Linked DNA regions of Muntiacus reevesi: region 1 is linked to region 2. Evidence: chromatin contacts called from public Hi-C data. All regions are on one chromosome and are shown on one strand. The core of a region is the stretch at or near the end of the contact, and the rest is flanking DNA. Distances in the headings are between cores, read along the strand shown.

Region 1 (6,037 bases), core at 1,983-4,482, 150 kb after region 2:
AAATCATAGTGTCATTTCTCCACCCAACTTCCATTAGAGGAGCAATAGGAAAAAAAAAAAGAAACAGATTACTAGTGAGTTAAAACTTTTGTGAGAAATAGTAATAGTTCTATTACAAGTAAAAACTATAGAATATGCACTAGTTCTTTCTACTCACTGCATTTTGACTTTGACAAATTGTAAAAAATTGTTTCATTTGCAAAACCAGGTTCTTAGCTCTTCGATTTCCACCATTATATTTAAGTATACTTTTTAAAAAGCTGTTTTCAGTAAGCAATAAGAAAATAACAATGCATCTTTCACTGCATTGTGGCAGAACCCTTTGCATTCTCTTCAATTCTATCAGGACCCCAGGTAAGCAAACACTCAGCAAGTGTGTGTATTAAAAAATAATTGCTTTTGTCTCCATGAGGCATCATGCAGATTAACAAAATATTTTTGTAATATACAAGGCATGTATTTTTCCATTCTACGAAAAGCCTACAACCTAAAAGTACTACTAAAACAGATGCAGTTATAAAGACTAGGGACATCTGGGCTTCAATGTCAATGCTGACAATGAGGCTCTCCTTAACCAAACTAGGTCAGGCTCCTCTGAACTCTCTTCCCAATGAGGCTCTGACTTTGGGCTTCCAGGTGCATCTCTGCCTTGCCTACTTTTATCAAGTATCCTGTTAGGTGGTTTTAGCTAGAAACCCCCTCTTAACCCTGATGTAGTAAGTTTCCAGCCACTGGCCCCCACTTTGCTGCTTGGCTATAAATTCTCACTTTAGGGAATTCCCTGGTGGCCTAGTGGTTAGGACTTGGTGCTTTCACTGCTGGGGCCTAGGTTCCAATCCTGGTTGGAGAACTAAGATCCTGCAAGCCAAGCAGCGCGGCCAAAAAAACCAAAACACACAAAACAATCAATCGCAGGACTGAACACAAAAGTCAGAGAAAGATCATGGCATCCAGGTTGCTGCAGAGTTCTGCTTCATCTTACAAGCTGTTGTTTAGTGTTCTTTAATCCCTAAGCAGCATATATTTTTCATACGATAAATCATTTTTCCTTACTGGAAACATAAATTATATTACTCCTACCAACAAAACAGGAAGAACACATAATAATTAATCTTGACTTTAGATGACAGCAATGATTAAAAGATTTTATTCTATTCTATTCTATTCCCTACCTTTCCTTCTTTTTTGTCATTAAAAATTTCGTTTGGTTGTGAACAGGACCCACTCCTTACTTTTTCATAGATGACTCCTTCACACCACGTGGCTCAGCGGAATGAACACGCATGGTGCCAAGGCAATTCTGATTCCAGCATAACCTTGGCAAGATCAGTTACTTCCTCCAAGCTTCAGTTGTTTCACCCATCTCTGAGGTAAGCAGTGTTCATCATGCTTAGATTTTTAATACTTTAAAACTTCATCTCTTTGCTATTGTCATACAACTAGATGAAGTTTTAAAGTATTAAAAGTCTAAGGATGATGAACACTGCTTACAGGCTTCCTAGGTGGCCCAGTGGTAAAGAACTCGCCTGCCATGCAGGAGACGTGGATTCTACCCCTGGGTCGGGAAGATCCCTTGGGGAGGAAATGGCAACCCACTCCAGTTATTTTTGCCTAGAGCATCCCATGGACAGAGAAGCCTGGCGGGGCTACAGTCCACGGGTCGAAAAGAGTCAGACACAACTGAGCACAAAGGCACTACTTACATGCCATAGTACAATTATCTCAAATACTTATTTTCTTACCTCCAAATATAAGGCCACATTTAAAAAACGTATACATTCCACTGCTGTTACTTGGAATTTTCTAATACCACCCTGAACAATGTCACTTCCTCCTTGGTAACTTTCTATGTCATTTTTACTTGAGGGACAAGGAATATATTTTTAAGTGAAGCTGTCTTTAAAACACATACATATACAACTACCTTCACTCCATCACTTTTCTGTCATTATCCTCTAATGAACTGAAATTTTGCCAATCAGTCTTCTAAAATATTACATTTTCTTTGAAATGCTACATTACCTAGCGGTAGCAATCAGCATTTTTAATACTTTAAGCATTTCAATTTACTGTTCACTAGCACATTATGACATCATTGCCTTCCAGTGTCTGCACTCATTAAATAATCCTCTACCTTTGTTCCTCTGCCTTCGATACATAGATTGCAGATGTCCTATTGTTCCCGTTCACCATTTCAGTGAAGAAGCTCAAAAATGACTTAATATTTGCACGTTTCTTTGCTCGGTAAATAACACTTCCCCTCACTGCAATTGAGCTGGAGAGTCTATCTCTCACCAAAAGGCAAGATCTGGGCAAGACTAAATAGGAACTCGAAGGCCGAATGGGAAGGGGGGCGGAGTCAGTACATCAGCCTAACAGGGGTTCCAGGGCTTTCACAGATAAACAAAGGAAGTTGATTTTCCCACGGTGCCGCATGTGCTTCGACCATCCTAAGGTACTCGTGCGGAAGCCCAGAGCTCATTACCTTGAAAACGCAGCCCAAGTGCTGATTTTTTTTTTTCTAAGGGAATCCCACTAAAAGCAGACAACCAGAAAGTCAACGGAGACAGAGATGGATGAGGAAGAGAGTGGGCCGACCATCGATTCCTTCCTCTGACTCCACGGAAGAACCTAAATATCTGCTAACCCCAACATACCGACACATAGCTCCTCCGCTGTTCAAGATACAATTTTCAGGGGGAGGAGAAAACAGGGAGTGTGCGGGGTGGGCTTCAGGTAGGGTGAGGGTGAGTGCGAGGATCAGGAGAGAGGAGTCAAGTTCAGGGGCGGAGAGGGCCTGGAGGGTGGTCCGAGCCGAGCGAAACCGCGTGGGTGTCGGCGGCGCGCGAAAGCCAGAACGGCAGGGGGCGGGCACGGGCCCCTTTCTCACCTGGCAGCCCTTCTTGTGATGAAAGCCGACCACCACGATGTGCAGGACCGGCCCCCGTGGGGGGCCATCGCCGCCCCGCCTGATCTTCTCCATGGACGACCTCCGCGGGCCCGCACAACGATGACTTCAACCGCCAAGGGCGGCAAGCTCGGCGACCCCGCGATCCCCAGGAGGACAGCGAGAGGTGGATTTCAGGTGTCAGCGAGGGAGCCGCATGAGAGCCGCGCGGGGGCCGGGAGGAGGCCGAGGATCCTGCAGCTCTGCACCGCCCTCCCGGGCCGCGGCCGCGCTTCCCTCATCCGCTTCCGCTGTTTCCGGGCTGTCACCTGATGCAGGGGCCGCCGCGGGCGAGGCGGGACGGGCAGGATCGGGAGGGACCTGAGGGGGCTGGGCCTGGTGGTGGGGCGGGGCCTGGGGAGCGGGGCGGGGGCGCCGGGTGGGCGTGGCCGAGGGCGGGGCCTGGTGGGGCCGCTGGGCACACCTGTCCCCAGTTCACCCACTCTCTGTGCGACCTTCTCCCCCTTCCTCCTCTGTCCTTGCCTCTTCCTCCTTAAAATCTTCTCCCCTACCCATCTCTTCCGTCAGTTTTTTCCTGCCTTTTTTCCCCTTCATTTTCCGTGTATCCAATTCTTCCACCTCCTTCCCTTCGCCTCTCTGACCTGGAGTCTCTGCCTTTTATTCTTAAATTTTGATAACATGGAGACATATTGGTGCGGCTCTACATCTGTGTATTCAACCTTTAAGTTACTTGCTTACCCAGAGTTTCTCTTTTGCTTCGTTCTGTGTTTTTTCCTTATTGAAATATTATGTATAGGAGTTTGGAAGCGTTTTAAGGCCTCATGCAGAATATCCTTGAAAGTAAATTAAATTTACAGGGAGACCTGTAAAAATGATTATTCTAGTCCTGATATTTTATTTTTTGCTTTGTTGTGAAAGTGTTGGTTGCTCAGTCGTGTCAGACTCTTTGCGACCCCACAGACTGTAGCCTGCCAGGCTCCTCTGTTCATGAAATTATCCAGGCAAGAATACTGGAGTGGGTAGACATTCCCTTCTCTGGGTGATCTTCCCGACCCAGGGATTGAACCCAGGTCTCCGGCATTGCAGGCAGATTCTTAACTGTCTGAGCCACCAGGAAAGGCCAATTTAGTCCTGCTATTTAAAAAAAAATTTTTTTTTCATTCTATCATCTGGGTTTAGTGCTCTGATCAGCACAAAATACATGGAGTTATCATCAGAGGTTTTTATTTCCTTACTGATTGTACTAGTTGAATTAAAAAAGAAACTGAATCTCATTTCACATCAATTTAAAGTGAATAGTGGAAATAATAGCAGATTTAACAAGTCTTGTCCAGGGCAGTTTGAGGGTAGGTGCCTGCTTCAAATAGCATTCATAATTATTGCAATAACTAGTTGTGAAGTTTATCATTACAAGTTGCCCATCTCTTAGTTTAGACAACCTTAATAGTTGATGTTTTCCACTCTGGCCTTAAAATTTAAGGACCTGCATTCTAATCTAAGCATGGCTGGGAAAAACTATAATGGTGGCTCAGATGGTAAAGAATCTGCCTGCAATGCAGAAGACCTGGGTTCAATCCCTGGGTAGGGACCACACACTGAAGAAGGGAATGGCTACCCACTCCGGTATTCTTGTCTGGAGAATTCCATGGATAGAGAAGCCTTGAAGATAATTAAAGTTGGTGAGGTCTCCAAAGAGTTGGACAGGACTGAGTGACTTTCATTTCCATTTTCTTCTTATTAATAGAACATACTTTCTGTGATTCAGTAGAATTGTTTTAATGCTAATAATACTGTGGAAAAACTTCAAGTTGTTGCTACTATTTCTTTTCTGTATTACAAAATTTTTGGCACTGACTCAGAACTGTGTGTGAAACTATAACATTCCCTGTATACAGAATATATATGTTACTGTTTTCTCCCATCTGCTTTGACATTTTCCACAATTAGCCTAGCTAAAATTGAAGTGAAATTGAACATTTTTTTTAAAAGGATGAAAGGTCAGGGCATCTTAGAACTCTGTGTAGTGAATGCCAACTCTTTACTTTGTTGTGTAGGAGACCCCAGTGATAGCAATATAAAATCTGTATCAGAACTTTCCTGGTGGCCCAGTGACTCAATGCAGAGGGCCCGGGTTTGATCCTGGTCAGGGCCCACTCCAGTATTTTTGCCTGGAAAATCCCATGGACTGAGGATCCTGGTAGGCTACAGTTCATGGGGTGGAAAGAGTCGGACACAACTGAGCGACTTCACTTCACAGGGAACTAGATCCCACATGCCACAGTATGGCACGTCTAAAGATCTCAAGTGCCACAGATAAGGCCCAGCATAGCCATACCCCCCAAATCTGTTATATTTTGCATGCTAGGGTCTCCAACTAAGATGAAATCATTTCTTCATAACCATTATTTGCTTAAATGCTTAAAAAATATGTCATTTAAAATAATACTGTAAACAAAGAAGATATGTCAGAGGGAAAACTGGGAGAGAAAGTAAGCAAGGGAATTTCTAAAATTTTTTCCATCTCTAATTATACAGACTGGTCCATTTAACAATTTAACAACTTTACATTAGTTTTTAATGAGTTCTATTAATATAAAATACACTAATTAGCAACATATTGTCTACAAGGACACATTAAGGGAAAATAGGAATTTCTCCTTTATTTTAAAAAAGTGTTTGAAAGATCAAGATTGGAAATAGCAATTTGAGATAATGAAATACTTCCTGAACATTATTTTGAAAGGAAAAATTTGCTTATATTTTATGATGAAATTTATCTCCAGGGAAAAAAGTAGAAATGTCTTTCTGAACATACAGTAGAAGAGCTTCTTTTAGTTATAATATGTGTTATGATAAATTATAAGTTCTATTTTATATCTGCTCTGTAAGTAAGAACCAGGAGAAAAACCCTGGAGACAGAGCCATGATACGTTTTCAAATTCATTTGGAATTGGCCTTGTTTCTTTTAGTGTCTTGCCTCAGGAAAGAACTCAATAGAATAAAAACACCTCTTCCTGCAATCCCCATTAACTACTGTGTAAACAAATTGTATCACCTTTTTCAGAGTACAAGACCTCCTTTATTCTTCATCAGTAGTGCTGAATATTGCTAATGTTAATTTGATTTCTG
Region 2 (5,986 bases), core at 1,832-4,331:
TCTATTGAGTCAGTGATACCATCCAACGATCTCGTCCTCTGTCGTCCCCTTCTCCGGCCCTCAATCTTTCCCAGCATCAGGGTCTTTTCCAATGAGCCAGCTCTTCGCATCAGGCGGCCAGAGTGTTGGAGCTTCAAAGGTTCTTTCAATCTAGCTCCATATAAGAAGTTAGTGGGAAAATTACAAACATAATCTGGCAAGTAAAACTAGGCACTAAAGAAAGAATTCCACTTTTCATTGAGCCTGAAATAAAGAAGGATTCATGCATGAATCAGATCTTCCAAAAGCAGTAAACCCTGGAGGCTAAGCTATGTAAGCTATTAACTTTAGCTTGGTACATACTGAACCAGGGATAAAGAGGCCAGTATTCATCTGAACTGACGTGAAGCAAATGTGAAGTAGCAGTGTCTTTTCTCCCTTCCCAGGATTTTCCAAGAAATTCTCCCACCTTCAGTATTGGACAACACACCTGGAGTTGCCATGTGGTTTGATGAAAAATCCTGGACTAGAAATCAGTCCGACCTGCTTGTAGGGCCACCCATCCCCCTATTCTCTGAGCATCACTTTCCTTATTTGTAAGATGTCTTGCCTGTCTCCAGAGAGTTTCTGTGAGGATCAAGTGAAGCAGTTTAGGAGGGGTGGAAATCTGCAAAGTAATATGGAAATGTAAGGAATAACATTTATTTATGAATAATAGAAAACAACTCAAAAATCACTTAACCCATACATACTAACTCTCAGAAGAGGAGGTCTGGATGGGAAGCAGCTCCAGGAGTGGTTAATGAAGTGTCTCTAGAACAACCTCGGGTGCTCTGGTGACTTCTTTTCCTTTCCTCCTCAGGGGGTTTGCTGCTACCCCTTGTAATTATAAGATGCCTGCCCTAGATCCAGATACCACCTACATAGAACACCATCCTGAGGCAGAAAGGGGACTTTTTATCTTTCCAAGTATCATTTATTAAGAGCAAGGACAGCATTTCCAGAAACCCTCCCTCCTACAGCCCTCCCATCCTGCCTCATTGACTGAAATTGCATCCCATGCCCATTGCTAATCTATCAGTGGAAGAGAAATTGCATTATTATGATTGGTTTAAGACTAATTAAGATTCATTTCCAGAGAGGAGGGAAAGGGCCTCCACTGAAGTAGATGGCCACCTAAACTTCTTGTACAAAACCAGAGTGGTGTGATCAAAGAAATGAAGGGGGAATGGCAATTGGTTTGTCAACCAGTTTTTTGCCACAGATTGCTAATTATGTTAGCTGTCTCCCTCTTCCCTTCCAAGCATCAAAGAAAACACGTTGTCTGCAATTTTCCCTCCAGTCCTATTGGTGACTAGATAGAATGCCAGTTGAAATGATTAGAAATAGGACTTGCCTGGTGGTCCAGTGGTTAAAAATACACCTGTCAGTGCGGGGGGATACAGGTTCGATCCCTGGTCCGGGAAGATTCCATATGCAATGTGGCATCTAAAGCCCATACACCATCACTGGGTCCACGTGCTGCAGCTACTGAAGCCTGATCACCCTAGAGCCTGTGCTTTGCAGGAGAAGCCACCACTGTGAGAAGCTCGTGCACCACAACAAGAGAGTAGTCCCCACTCACCACAACTAGAGAAAAGTCCAAGCACCAATGAAGACCCAGCACAGCCAGAAATAAACAAACATTTAGTGTGTGGGGGGGGGAATAATAAGGCTTCAAACCTATCCAGTAACACAGTCAGGACTAGCTGCAGCCACCCCTTTACAATTAGACAAACACCAAGACCCTCTTGTTGGCCTTGAGAGTGAATCTGCCATCTTAGGATGAAGCAGAGGGGTAGAAAAGACTGAAGCTGAGAATGGAACAGGGAGGGACAATAAAGAAAGCATCGCTCACTCACTGGGCTAGGTGCCCTGGTACAAACTGAAGGGTGACTCCATGTGTGTTCACAGTTGGGTAATAATCACTTTACTCTCTATTTCTGGAAAGGAACTGTACCTGCACACCCATCCAAGTATAAGCATAAACAAAGGATGACAGGACACAATAATGATTCAGAATCATAACCACCAGGATAAGAATTCCCTCCCGTTTGTCTCATGCTTACTAGATGCTCTTATACTGAGTTTATCAAAATAATCAGAAAATGGGGCTGAATGTGAGAGATGGCCCTGGGTAATAAAGAATTGCTAAGGCAATGAGTATAATACATGGAATTCTTACTGAAACTGAGAAAGGGAAAGTTTCTTTCAGCTAGGACCGCTAATTTGTTGGCCATCTTTGGCTTCCAGTGGCCATCTTTTTCCCCACATGGGAGAAATTGCAAAGAACGAAGTAATACAAAGGAAAGTAAAGCTGAGAGAGAACCTGCTAACTATAACATCTTAGCACCTAGATCCAGCCATTCCTGAAGTTTTATCCTATGACATTTCACATATGTAAGTCAATAAATTCCTGAATTTTATTTTCTTAGAACAGTTTCATTTGGGGACTTCCCTGGTAGTCCAATGGTCAAGACTCAAAGTTTCCAGTGCAGGAGGCACAGTTTCCATCCCTGGTCAGGGAGTTAAGATCCCACATGTAGGGAGCTATTGCTGAAAGAAGAAAAAAAAATTTTTCTTTTATTTGGATTTTGGTCCACTGTTGTTTTCAAAAGAATTTTTACTAATACTTGCTAAAATGTAATTATCAATCTCCAGATCTTCTTGCTGAGAAATCAAATCATTGTGTTAGGCAAACTGACTTTGAATTGACTTTTTTCAATTGCAAGTGAGAAAAATCCAACGCAATTGCTTTCTGCATAGAAGTATATACTAACGTTTTCAGATTATTTGCTTGCATGCTATAAGGTCACCTGTTGGGTTTAAATACTGTTTGTTGTCTTTTCTCTTTCTTTTTTCCTTCTTCCATTTTCTTTTCTTTTACTTTAGGCACATAACTGGCCGGCAACAAAGCCTCCCCGAGATGGGGAAAACAGTTCTGGTCTAGCTTGGTTGCTGTGAGCCACTTAAGATTTATCCCTGGCATGCACCAGTGGGGTCTGACCTGACATCCCATTTTTTATTGAGTCTTAGGGCCTCTTTACGTGATCTCTCCCCACTTGTTCAGTTCAGTCTCTCAGTCGTGTCCGATTCTTTGCAACCCCATGGGTTGCAGCACGCCAGGCTTCCCTGTCCATCACCAACTCCCGGGGCCTACTCAAACTCATGTCCATCGCGTCAGTGATGCCATCCAACCGTCTCATCCTTTACCGTCCCCTTCTCCTCCTGGCATCAATCTTCCCAATTGTCAGTTTGGGCTTCTTCTTAGCTTGGTGGCTTCAATGCAACTGACAGCTTACATCCCTGAAGGCTTCAGGAGAAATGCTTCCAGAGATCCAAGTGGGAGTTCAAGCTCCCTCCGCAGCATCCTCAGCGCCGGGGCTCCCGGCCGTCGCCAGGGGGCGCGCTCCGGCCTGCGGCACCCGCTGACCCCACCGCCGGGTTTTGGCGCTCCGCGTGCGGACTTAAGGCTGCGTCGCCCGGAGGCAGTCCTACCGGCTCGTCGGGAGGCTGGGGACCGGCGGCCTCGGCGAAGAAACCGGGCGCGGGGAGGCGGCAGGAGGGGGCGCTGCGAGGCCCGGCGGTCGCGGCAGGGAGGAAGCGCTGTCTTCGCGGCCCCGCAAAGCCGGTTTTGATCCCGGCGGCGGGACCCTAGACTCCCAGCGGCTGGCGGGAGGGAGGGAGGCTCCTCCCCCGAGCCTCGTCCCGGCCCCGAGCGGCGGCGGCGGGCGCTTCCCCCGCAGGAAGCGGCGGTTTTAGTCCTCGTGCGGCGGCGGCGGCGCTTGGTCGGGACTCCGGGACTGAACCCAGAAGTGCGGCTGAGCGCCCTGGTCTTTCCCGCTCTCAGGTCAGGGGGCGCGCTGTGAACGGGTTAAAATCCCCATCCTTTTCATCTGCTGTTAATAAGGGAAGAGAAAGCCCAGTCCCGTTACGTTCGTGCGGTGACGAAGAGAAGTCAACTGGGGTGAGGGCCTGGCTCCTAACTACTCGGAAGGAGCTGTCACGTAGACGAGCGCGTAGACTTGTTCTCTCTGGTCCTTAGGATTTTTTACCAGGGTTAAGGGTGAAAGCTACTAGGAGGCCAGTTCCAGCGCAAGAAGAAGAATTTAGGACCCGTGTCAGCCTGACTTGGGAGGCAGTGTGCTCCCCCAGCTTCCGAGGGATGGAGGAGAGTCCAGATGACCACTGAGAGAAGGGTGGGTTGTAAAGGAGATTTAAATAAACATCAGGTGGGAAAGTTGGATTAACGACCCTTTCTTTTCCGTGTTTCTGTTATCCTGTAATCAACTTCATAAGTGGAACTTTTCTCAGTTTGGTTTTCAGTTAGTTATTTGAATTGTTTGTTACAGGCACTTCTCACTGCCGACTTTCTCATGATTGCTGAGATAGACATGTCAGGAAAGGTCCTCAAAGGGTTAATCTTTCTCCTTCCCCTCTGGGAGCTTTGATACAAAATGCATGCCTCCTTGAAGCCTGACCTGTACTTTTCACTGTGGCTCTTGAGCTGAATTTTGCCTCAGTGAACAATGGTTGTGGCTACAGGAGCTATACTGCTAGCATCCACAGTCCTGGCTCCTTCTGGACACCCTGGACTCAGGCAGGACTTAGGCCCACTCAGCGCTCAGTATCTTTAACTATAGGATGCCAGATGGTGGTTAATACTCTATATGTTTATTTTGAAGCTCACAGAACTTTTTCACCGACAGGAGAAAGATGATAACATTTTATAGGTGAGAAAATGGAGGCTCAGTGGTTAAGTCACTGACCTGTTTAGCCAACAACGCTAGAGCAGAATTGAGGTGTCCTCAGTTCTCAGACCAATGGGATTTTTCCAGTTTCACAGGTTTAAAACTGGCTAGGCTACAAACATGTTTGCTTTTTCTAATTCAGAGTTGTGTTTGATTTTCATAAAGTTTAATTTATATCAGAGTAATACTTGTATATATCTTAAAAACTCAAATATTAATAGTATTTACTAAAAATCCTACAAAAAAATAGTGGTGGGTTACCACGCTCCTCATTCAACCCCATAGTTCCCTCCACAACCGTCTACCCCCAGTTCTCTCCTAATAGGGCCAAGACTTCCATGTGCAAACTCTTTTAGGTTTCACTTCTTGGATTTAACTGCACATTTCTAAATTGTATGCTTATACTGCTTTTGTTCATTCAACACTTTTAGACATTATTAACTTCTTGTAAAGATTTAGTTCTCCTATTTGCCCTTTTTGTTTCCATCCTTCCAGTTGAGTTCCATTATGATATAACAACTTCCCTAATCAATGTGAGTACTAACATTGTTATAATTATGCAGTGCTGCTAGCTTTTGAGTCAGACGGTGTGATTTTTTGTTTTCTAGTATAACTATTGTCTTTTGAGTAGTAATAGCCTCAATTTTTCATTTGCTTCATATACTATTCAGTCAGTTCAGTTCAGTCACTCAGTTGTGTCCGACCCTTTGCAACCTCATGGACTGCAACACACCAGGCCTCTCTGTCCATCACCAACTCCTGGAGTTTACTCAAACTCATGTCCATTGAGTTGGTAGTGCCATCCAACCATCTCATCCTCTGTCGTCCCCTTCTCCTCCTGCCTTCAATCTTTCCCAGCATCAGGGTCTTTTCAAATGAGTCAGCTCTTTGCATCAGGTGGCCAAAGTATTGGGGTTTCAGCTTCAGCATCAATCCTTCCAATGAATATTCAGGACTGATCTCCTTTAGGATGGACTGGCTGGATCTCCTTGCAGTCCAAGGGACTCTCAAGAGTCTTCTTCAACACCACAGTTCAAATGCATCAATTTTTTAGCACTCAGCTTTCTTTATATAGTCCAACTCTCACATCTGTATATGACTATTGGGAAAACCATAGCTTTGACCAGATGGACCTTTGTTGGCAAAGTAATGTCTCTGCTTTTTATATGCTGCTAGGTTGGTCATTAGGAGTAAGCTTCTCTTAATTTCATGACTGC

Evidence for each region. Hi-C and Micro-C count contacts between places; a contact is called where the count stands out from the background.
Region 1: a contact with region 2 is called in a Hi-C map of muscle, with 3 times the contacts expected there. The contact joins the promoter of AVL9 here to the promoter of LOC136171161 in region 2. A contact is called at or near these places in 2 of 3 Hi-C or Micro-C datasets (blood and muscle).

Annotation. Positions count from the first base shown.
Region 1 is chr6:60,714,648-60,720,684 of mMunRee1.1, forward strand. AVL9 (AVL9 cell migration associated) reads right to left here and starts at 3,233. Exons shown (of 16, transcript XM_065938657.1): 1 at 2,891-3,233. The coding sequence starts at 2,983.
Region 2 is chr6:60,569,143-60,575,128 of mMunRee1.1, forward strand. It overlaps LOC136171161 (retinitis pigmentosa 9 protein-like), which reads left to right and starts at 3,082. Exons shown (of 6, transcript XR_010663767.1): 1 at 3,082-3,868; 2 at 4,077-4,217.